2 separate regions of the Gossypium hirsutum genome follow, and region 2 is linked to region 1. The links are chromatin contacts, called in public Hi-C maps. All regions are on one chromosome and are shown on one strand. Each heading gives the region's core, a stretch centred on a gene start, on an enhancer-like site or on the middle of the called end of the contact. The rest is flanking DNA. Distances are from core to core; before and after follow the strand shown.

Region 1 (5,424 bases), core at 1,996-4,495:
TACCAATAAATGTAACACCCCCTTACCCGTGTCCAACGTCGGGATAGACATGGGGCATTACCAGATTAAAGCGTAAACATGCACACAGAACCGAGCCATAAAATTTCTTTGAATACAAAGCTGTACATACACATACAACTCATCCCTATTATGGGCCTACAAGGCCCTAATCATACATCGGGGGTGGTTCGGGACTAAACCGTGATCTTTAGAAAAATTTTCATAAAACAAAGTCACACATCCGTGTCTCCAGGTCGTGTAACTCTCTGTTTATGACATCAGCATCAATTTAAAATCACAAGGCCAAGTCACAAGCCCGTGTGCTAGGCCGTGTGGCAAATTTAATTTTTGTATTTAAGGTGCAGACTTCACACGGCCTAGGTATACGCCCAAGCCCTAAGGCCGTGTCCCCCACACGGCTAAGACACAGGGTCGTGTCTCTGCTCGTGTGTTTACTACCATACATACTAACTTGTAAAACTAGGGTGCAGCGGACACACGGTCGGACCGCATGCCTATGGGGTTGACCGTGTGTCACACACGGCCTAGACACACACCCGTACATCCACCCATGTAGACCACTTTGAGGCTATTTTCTAAGCCCTCTTGTCACCCTCAGCAACCCAAACACACACTCATATGTCAGTGGTGATTATCATGGCATAAATGGGCTACTTAGACATCCATAGCTTTAACTCATGCATGATAAATTTATGTCAAGGATACATAATTGGGACTTCATGACTTGTTAGGTTCATTCAATCCATTTTTTTATATTTATTCATATTATTACCATGCCAATTAACACCCTTTATCCATCAAGCATAAATTTCACATTTTATCATCCATTGTTAACATCCAATTTGGCACACACCACAAGAATAATAACACATTTCATGCATGTATCAATATTTAGGGATTTCAACCTAATAATCAATAAGACAAAATGAAATAATATACCAATATGGGCTATCACTTTGGTTAACAAATATGAAACATATAATAAAATACTAAGTCCCCTACACATGCCATACTTAAATGTATCCAGTCAAATATACCACAAAAGATTTGTTGATAGTGTGACTTGAGCTCCGACGTCCACGATCCCTGAGCTAGCTTGGCTATACTAAAAGAAAAAGGAAAAGAGAGAGGGGTAAGCATAAAGCTTAGTAAGTTGTATCTAAATAATAAACAACATAAGTCAGGAAATTCATGGATTAAACATGTTATCAATTACCACTACATTATCATGCTACACAGAATGAGCTTACTGAGGATTGACAATCAGTGTCCTTGAACATCCTACTTTTCTTACTCTTTCATACTCATGCTAAACTTCCCATCATGAATCGATTTTAATATTCATGAGATTTACGCACATACCTGTACCATACATTCTTGCTTATGATACCCCATTCTCTTTAACCATAATCTTGAATGGCTTGTTGAACCACCCAGAATACTGAAGGATGTTCGGAATCATCATGTACAAAATAGAGTACCAAAGCCATGTCCCAGACCTAGTCTTACATGGATCCACATATCAATGCCATATCCCGGATATGGTCTTATACGAAGTCTCACGTCAGTGCCGATGCCATGTCCCAGACATGGTCTTACACTAGCACACATATCAACGCCAATGCAATGTCCCAAACATGGTCTTACTCTGGCTCACATATCAACGCCGATGCCATATCCCAGACATGGTCTTACACTGGCTCACATATAAATGTCGATGCCATGTCCTAAACATGGTCTTACACTGGCTCACATATCAACGCCGATGCCATGTCCCAGACATGGTCTTACACTTCTTACATATCAACGCTGATGCCATGTCCCAGATATGGTCTTACATTGTCTCACATATCAATGCCGATGCCATGTCCCAAACATGGTCTTACACTAGCTTACATATCAATGCCAATGCCATGTCCCAGACATGGTCTTACACGGGATCTCATTAACCAAGGTGTCATGAAATTCGAATCTTAAGCATTCTTCAGGGTCCATTGGGACTTCCAAGATACAAAGCTATCATCAAGTTTCCATTGAATCATCACAAGCCAATTTCATTAGGGCATATATACATGTATCTTATAAGATCAAATATTAAACACATAGTATTGGAATTGTTGAATTACTTACACCTTACTTACCTCGGTGCAAAATGTGACAATTTGCAATTTAATCCACAACCTTGCCTTTTCCTCGGTCAAACTCGATTCCTCAGTCAAGGTCGATTCCTCGTCCCTCTTGATCTATAATAGTACATTTAGTTCATTTAATACATGCACTATTCAATTCAGTCCAAAAATTACAATATGACAAAATTATAATTTTGCCACTAAAGTTTTACAAAATTACAAAATTACCCTAGGCTTGTAAAATGAAAAGTACCCCAATTTTCTCATTATTCAAGCCCAGTCAAATCATTTTCTATCTTATACAACCCACATTTTTCATTTATTCACACATTTACACATAGTTTTACAACTTTTACAATTAAGTCCTTTTTATCAATTTCACCAAAAACCACTTGGTAAAAGTTGTTTATCATACATCAAACTTCCATATTCTTCCATTAGACATCAAAGCGCAAACTTGTAATTCATGGGTATATTTTTGAACATGAACCCTAGCTCAAGTTAAGGGTAGAAATAGCTAAATCGAGCTACGAGAATTTCAAAAATATAAAGAACATTAAAAACGGGGCTAGGATATACTTACTTTTAAGCTTGAAGATGAAAGAAACCCTAGCTATGGCTTCTTGTGATATTCGGCCAAGGAGGATGAAGATGAACACAAATTTTGACTATTTTTCCCTTTTTTAATTCTTTTATTAACCAATGGACCAAAATGCCTGTAACGCCCCAAAAATTGGGCCTAGAAATATTGGGTTTGGAGACCGAGTTCGGGTAGAAGATGGCCCGAAATAGAATTATTGATGTTTTAACTTTTTACGGGAAATTATTATCAATATTGTTATTAATTATTTTGTGTAGGATCTAAGTGAGTTACGATGGATTTATAGTGTGGGAAAAGGCTTGGGTTTGATTCAAGACTCTAGCAAAAAATAAATAAATTTTATGCTACCTTAGGGAATCTAGGCAGTAGGCCTTATTAATAATTTGGGCTGAGTTTTAGCATAAACAAGCACCTAGCTCAGTGGCTAAGCACGATAGGAGGGCGTGGGAGGTGCTTGGGTTCAAGGCATGGGGCGCACAAATGGTTGTTTTATTTTAGTATTCAGGTTGCGGTTAAAATAGGGGTTAAGAGGAGTTACGAGCATAATCCAGCACAAGGAGTGCCCGTGGCGCAGTGGCAGCAACGTGCTAGGCACGCGGAGAGGGCGCAGGTTCGAGTCCTTGCGCGGGCGAATTCTATTTTCTTTTAAAGCGGGCCAGAACTGAAGCAGGTAAGGGTTATAAATTACTGTGGCAGTATTATATCAAAAACAAGGTTGCGTCCCAGTGGCCAACGGCGTAGGGGTGGGCCTGGAGAACCAAGGTTCGAGCTGTTGTGTATGCGAAGGACTCTCTTTTTGCTACATGCGTGAGGGAGAGTAGTAGAGTTGGACCGAAACTCTTCTTAGCAGCATGATAAAAAGGTGGATAAGGCCGAAACTCTTCTTAGCAGCATGATAAAAAGGTGGATAAGGCTGCTGATCAGTTAGGAGTTTGAATGAATTTCAAATTGAATTTGGCTAAGAATTAAGGAGAAAAACATAGAATTTAAGTCAGGAAGGAATTGTGAAGAAACTATTCTTTTAATTTTGGGCTTTTATGAGTGGTTTCCTTCTTGTTCATCTCTTCTTCATCAAGAACCGAACCTATCTTCTTCTACTCTTCTCTTCTCTTTTTACTCATCTTTTCTCTCTATTAAAGATAGCCTATTACCCTTAAAAGCTGAAACCTTCATAAGTCATAGTGATTCGGGAATTAATATCTAGTTCTATTCTTTACTCGCATTTTAAGATTGGATTTACTGTGGATCTGAGATTGGGGAAGTGTTGGAAACGCTCTTGACAAGTACATCGTTGGTGATAAGTACTCAGAATCTTATTTCCATTCTTTATTTCGGGATTTAAAGAAAAGCCAAAAACCCCTATATGCAACAATTGCCTGTCGACTAAACTAAAAGGGTTTAGTGGTGTTATTTGATTTGTTTTGCTCTAGCGTGGATTAAAGGCTACTGATCGACGGCTTGGATAATTGGAACGACTAGATTTAGATCTAATCCATATTCTGGAAAAGGCAACTCGTGTGTGGAAATCGTTAACGTTTCATCAAAAAACAGGTGTGTAAACGACACCCACTAGTAGACTAGATCGACAAAAGCCGAAAAGCTGAAATTCTAAAAAGCCGGCATTTCGAGAACTTGCGAGCGTGCGAGCGCTCATGGGATTGTTTGTATTGATAATTTTGGTATCTTCAACGGTAAGATTTCAAAGTGCACAATTTCGTGCACCTCGGTGAATTTGGACTTCATGGGCCAAAATTAGTAATGGGCAACGGGCCTATTTCGGTAAAAACGTCCGGTAAGTATTTTGAAGACACGTTAATAATTGTAATGAGCATGAAACCCTAAAAAGACTGATAAAATTACTGAAATACCTCTGTAAGGTAGAATTACCGTAATACCCCTAAAGGGGTAAGTTTACGATTACGCCCCTCGAGGGTAAATAACTGTTCTTACGCTATAATCTGACTGTCTTTCTGAAGCATGCCTTGTTAATTATATATATATTCTACATACATGTCATACTGCATGGAGTTGGGTTTTGTTATGGAGGAAGAACCCGTTCTGGTGGCTGTGCCAAATATTCTGATATAAGCAGCTTTGCTGCGGATTATAGTTAGTGCCACAACTAGTGCTAACACTGTAAGTGTAGGGATGACGTGGGTGATTTATTCCCCACAGGAAGTGTAGGGATGGACGGAGGCAAGTGCAGGGTTGGATGGGGTTATCATGCATTAATCATATGAAACTGTTTTGTTATGGGCCCAACTATGTTAATATGGGCAAGGCCCAATATATCTCAACTTGTAATAGGGCTATGGCCCAGATTAATATTGATATGGGCTAAGGCCCACTTAACTCTGATTTCTGAATAGGGCCTAGGCCCAGTAAAACTTGAATTGATTTGGGCTCTGGTTGGGATACTTTACACACTGAGTTTTCCAAACTCACCCCTTCCTTTTTACCCTTGTAGGTGAGCCTTAAACTGGGGACTTGGAGCTGGTAGGATTTAGGGTGGCCACGTGGACAACGCAGATGGTTTTTAATTAAATTAGTAGTTCTTTAAGTTATTTTTCAGTTATATTTCGGGTTGTAACAAGGCCGCTTTAATTATTTTTAAATGTTTTTAGTATGTTTTGTTAGCTTAGATATGATATTGTTTTAATTGTTTGAAATTGA
Region 2 (5,424 bases), core at 1,480-3,979, 260 kb before region 1:
TGTAAATAAATGTAAGCTACAATAATAACTAACTTCGCTAACATTAAGAACAACTAAAACAAGAAGAAAAGTTGTTGAGTAATATTAAATCTACAACTAAGGAAAGGAAAATAAGAAACCCTAGAAGAAGAGAAAGAAAAGCTAAGAGAAAACCTAGAGGAAATTAAACCTAAACTAAGCTAATGTGACATCTTTTCTCTCTCAGCCAAATTTTGGTTGATGTAGCAGCTATTCTAACCCAATTCTTGCACCTAGAATACCCTTAAACGATCATTCAATGATTGGTGCTTTGGGTGGACATAGACTACCCTTTTCACAAATTTTTGTTCCCTCACGATGTGGGAATTGCAATACCCAGAAATAGGATATTGCGATACCTTGAATAGTCTTGAAATTGGGGGATTCTTGGCATGTGGATATCGCGATACCACTAAAGGGTGGTTTCTAACCTCAGGTCTATTGGAGGTATCGCAATTTCAAGGTTTGGATATCGCAATACCCTCTCTTTTGATGTCGCTTTCGCTCTATTTTAACCTCCAACATGTCCCTTCATCACTCAATCTTAAGTTAGGGTCCGAATGGCACTATTGGCCAATTTGGGTCTTAAAATGAGTAAAAAAAATACATTTACACTTATTAAATTAAAACCTAAAAACTATGGAAAAGATGCTACTTTGCTTGAGAATAAGCTTCTTAAATTAATAGTTAATTAATTAAGTTAATTAATATACCCAATTAAATTATTTTCTTAACCTAATTCTAAATTCTGTTAAATTCATGGTAACTTTACCATATTAGAATATATGAGAAAATATATTTAATTGTCTTGTTCAATAAAACAATGATGACTAATTAATTTAATTTTCACTTCTAAATTCAATTATTTAATTTTAATCAATTAAATAATAATTCAAAGAAATTAATTTAATTTCTGAGTCATCTAATGTACCTAGTGAGAAAATGCATTATTTGTGAATAGTGATATACGTGATCTATTTCTCTTAATAGTTGCTTTCATTCATTCCATTGTTTTGATTCTACATGCAATCCATTTTGGGTTATATTAAACTAGAGGAGAGATCTATTGGACATATATAATTAGGGTTTAAATAATTTGTTATTAAGTTTCGACTCTTTGTCTATTAATTACAATATTATTTAATCATGGAGTCATTCCACTAAAGAACTATGATTGAACCCTCCATTATTATATATCATTATGAAAGCAACTTAATAAGTGCTCATCATGGGATATTTTTGATCTCTTTGGGTTTAATTCATTCAACCAAATTGATGCTATTTTATTTTAAGGTAATCATTACATCTTCCTTCATTAAAAAGTCAATTATTAATAAATTATAATTAAATCATTTGTCCTAAACAAATAACCCATGACCACGTTACCTTCCATCCATCCTATAATGCCAATGAGTTGATATCATTTACCCTTTATTAGGTTGTGAATTCCACTATTGTCAATAAAGCACTGCCATGAAACAGTCTTATACCCAACTTACCAACTTTCGACTCTTTAGTTATTTGAACTTAGACTTTTAATACACTAAAGTATATGAGGTACACACACATAGTCAATCACTTACTCATGATTGAGGTAAGCCACACTATAAATGTCATAAATGAATCATTCCATTGTCAATCTAGACAATCACATTTATGTCTCTATAACCAATCTTATAGGTCCGCGTGAAGAGCTTGTAACAGATGATTTCTAAGATGGCTCAAGGAGATTCGTGGAGTACTGGTCACGAATCACTTTGAATAATTAAAGGTATCAAACAAAATGCCATTTGTGTGTTGTATCTAGCAAGAGGTCCTTGTCAAACCACTTTATAATCTGCCATGTGTCGTTGTTGTGATAAGAATATAACAATATATGTAAGATAAAATTTATCTAATAGAGACTAACTACTCTACATCTTAAAATGTTACCTATTTAGCTTATTATTATTTGTACTCATTAACCGGATTGGCTTTGGGGAAAAAAATACTTTAACTTTGAAAGTTTGAACTTTAAAGCTATTTATGCATATTAAGAAATGTAATGATTTTCTAGAGAAATTAATTTTATTATTTTAGCCAAAATTGAAAGGATAATGTTGAAATTTTATATTTACATATAAATACATTTATATTAATGTAATTGAAATATTTTTATTAAAAAATAATTAACATATATATTATTTATTAAAAAGATTTAAATTAGATTATATATTTATATATAATAAATATTGTTAAATTCAAAACATATCGATATATATATAAATATTAGATTAAAATATCAAATTTACCGATAGTGACTAACTTATTTATGTATTAGTATATGATATATTTACATAAATAATATATGGCTCATTGTTATTGGTATGGTGAAAATTAATATTGGATTGGGTTAACGCAAAAGATAGACTTTTAACTTCTGAAAGTTTGGGATTGAAATAACTTCTACTGCAATTGATATTCACACTATCATTTTCAACATATTTGTAAGTCTCAAGATAGAGTTGGTAATAATAAACATCACGCCAAAAATATTAATATATAATAATATGAATAGATAAATATTTTAAAATTTATGTTATTATCATGATATATAAAAAAACTGTATAAATATGAAACAACTTAAGTAAGATTACCTACAAAAGTCACAACAATCAGATTAGGACCTCCCATCGTCATCACCATTCTACATATCTATTCTTGGGGCCACGCCAATATATATTGGCTAATGTAAATGCATCTTCATAAAGCCTAACGACTTAGAATTTGGCGTCTTCCCGACTCCGACGCCGGGAGCAAAAGTTTCATTGGTAGTCATTCGTGTCTGCCTATTATATTGATGGATTTTTTTTCTTTGTTAGTATATAATTTAATCATATTTTTAAATTTAAACACTTTATGTGACTCTTATTCCAATCATTAATTTAATTATAAAATTAAAAATATATTTTTAAATTATAATTAATATTAATGCTTGGTTGAATATATAATTTAATACATGAATTTTGATTTGATGTAATTATACATATGAATTTTGATTTGATTTGATTTGATGTAATTATACACATAAAACTTAAATTGTGGTTCATATGTATAGGTGAAACTTTTATTTTAATTCACTCATACACATTTAAAGAAATGAATACAAGCATTTATTTTCATATCGAATTAATATAATTATTTGTGTATGTAATATATTAACATAAAACGGTGTTAATTCGATAATGTTGTTAGTGATTTATGAAATTTGAATTAAATCAAAATTTCATATATAAATTCGCATAAAATCAAAGTTAAGATATAATTTTCATATTTATCCCTTAATATTAATTTTACATCACTTTTATATTTTTATACTTTTATATCGTCTTTAAATAAAACAATTAAAGATTTAAAATCTAAATATTCAACACGTACTAGTTCCATATTAATTATTGATTATCTCCTTCTCATATGTCAAAATCTAATAAATAATTATATTAGAGAGACATTTTTAAGTAAAAGCAATTATATAACAATGATGGAATAAGAAAAGAAAATGAGTTAGAAACATAGATGCCCAGCCTTGATCCAACACTAATCAACTATAAGTTTTATCATTAAAGCAGGGACTTGATCCAACATTAATTTTATAATAATAATTTTGATGTATAATTTTTTAATTTTACATCAATTCATTTTTTTTTGTTAATATCAATCTAGTTAGAACACCGCTAAGCCAAATGGGAATGCTTCCTATAGATCAAGAGAGAATTACTGCTAACTTTGTTTTTTATTCTTCGATTTTTTTTTCTTCGTCTAGTAGATTCTAATTCATACATGTGCTATTCATATTATTTAATTATGAACTCTTTTTAATCATTTTCTTCATATCATGAGCAGTAGGCAGAAAGGGAAAGCCTAGATTTGATTAGCTCTTGCAGAAAATGAAAGCCATTTCAACGAGATTAACCTCGCACAAGATAAATCTTGTAATGAAAATACAATAAAATAAAATTTTAACACAAAAATAGTACAAATTCAATATATACATGTCAAAATTTAAATAACATATATCAATATTATATAAATTAGATATTTTTCACTATGTGAGTGTAAGTGAAAGAAATGAAAGAAAAAAGTTACGATAGTTTTTTCCATAATGAAAGACATCTTTATTTGATAATTTTATATATAATTTAATTTTGATTTTTTTTTCTCTTTTACTGACTTCGTTGATATTACATGGTGGAGTGATTTAAAAAAAAACACCAAACTTCATATCTATTATATAAATATAAAAACGAAGTAAATATACATATAATATTCTAATACAGCTTTTACTATCTAGCTTTTCAGAGCAAAAATAGTTAGTGCACGCCGAAAACTACATGGACCATTGAAAAGGATAAGGCAAGCAATTTATTTCCGAGGCCTTAACGTTATCTTTAATGGTGTTGAGCCTTAGGAGTTCAGAAGATTAATCTTCAAATGCATTACTACTTGAGAGGAATGAATTATTTTTAAGATTGTTCATGAAGGAACTATTACTATTAAGTAACCTAAACTTTAAATGTTTACATCTAAGTTTGAAAATCAAAGAATGCTAGAAGTTGAATCTTTGTATGTGACATCACTAACCAAGCATTTGCTCTTGGTGAAGAGTACTCAAATGTCAAGTTGGTGCACAAAGTTTTGAGGTCTCTCCTTGAACATTTTGCCGTAAAGGTGATTGCCACAAAGGAGGCTATGGACAACAACTCAAAGAGAATTGATGAGTTGATAGTGTCCCTGCAAATGTTCGAAATTAATGTGGAGGAAATCAAAATGGGCAAAATTAAGACATAAAAGAATATTGCTCTACAAGCTTGTCCTATTGTAATTAAAGAATAAACTACCCATGAGGGTGTGTAGGACCAGTTAATACTTTTAACTAAGAGCTTCAACTAAGTATTCAAGAAGCTATCCGAAAAGAGCAAAGGATTTGAAAGAGGCCATAACTTTAATAAAGGAAAAAGGAACGTAGTAGCCATTAGTAACAAAATCCCTAAGGAGAAAATGAAAAGAATCCAATGTTATTAATGTCAGAGATATGACCATACACAAGTCGGGTTTGCCAAAGCACTGAAGAAAATGAAGTCATTATTCATAGCATGGAGTGATGATGCTTCTACCAGTGAGCAGGATGAAGATGAGGTGCACCTGAGCAATTATGTAGCCTTTACATCCAAAGTTGTAACTAAAGTTTCAACTGATTCAGTAAACTACAATGATAGTGACATTGAATCCACAGACTACTTCATGGATAATTACTAGGCAATTCTTGATAAGTGGGATCATGTTTGTAAGATTAATGTGAGACTTATTGATGATAATTCTATTATGATACATGAGAATTGTAGGATTTTGTAGAAGCTTAAAGAAAAA

The links. A called contact is a pair of places that touch in the nucleus more often than the background predicts.
Region 2: a contact with region 1 is called in a Hi-C map of hypocotyl, with 1.8 times the contacts expected there. The contact joins two enhancer-like sites. A contact is called at or near these places in 2 of 34 Hi-C or Micro-C datasets (hypocotyl and petal).

The regions. Positions count from the first base shown.
Region 1 is chrA03:18,217,067-18,222,490 of Gossypium_hirsutum_v2.1, reverse strand. No RefSeq gene overlaps it. Among protein-coding and RNA genes, the nearest start is that of LOC107886148, 50 kb to the left of the region's middle. Within about 2 kb of position 3,245, at least 3 of the 9 cell types and tissues checked have an H3K27ac peak or open chromatin away from gene starts, as enhancers often do. A contact at or near this core is called in hypocotyl, where this site is marked.
Region 2 is chrA03:18,473,011-18,478,434 of Gossypium_hirsutum_v2.1, reverse strand. No RefSeq gene overlaps it. Among protein-coding and RNA genes, the nearest start is that of LOC121219118, 5.1 kb to the left of the region's middle. Within about 2 kb of position 2,729, at least 2 of the 9 cell types and tissues checked have an H3K27ac peak or open chromatin away from gene starts, as enhancers often do. A contact at or near this core is called in hypocotyl, where this site is marked.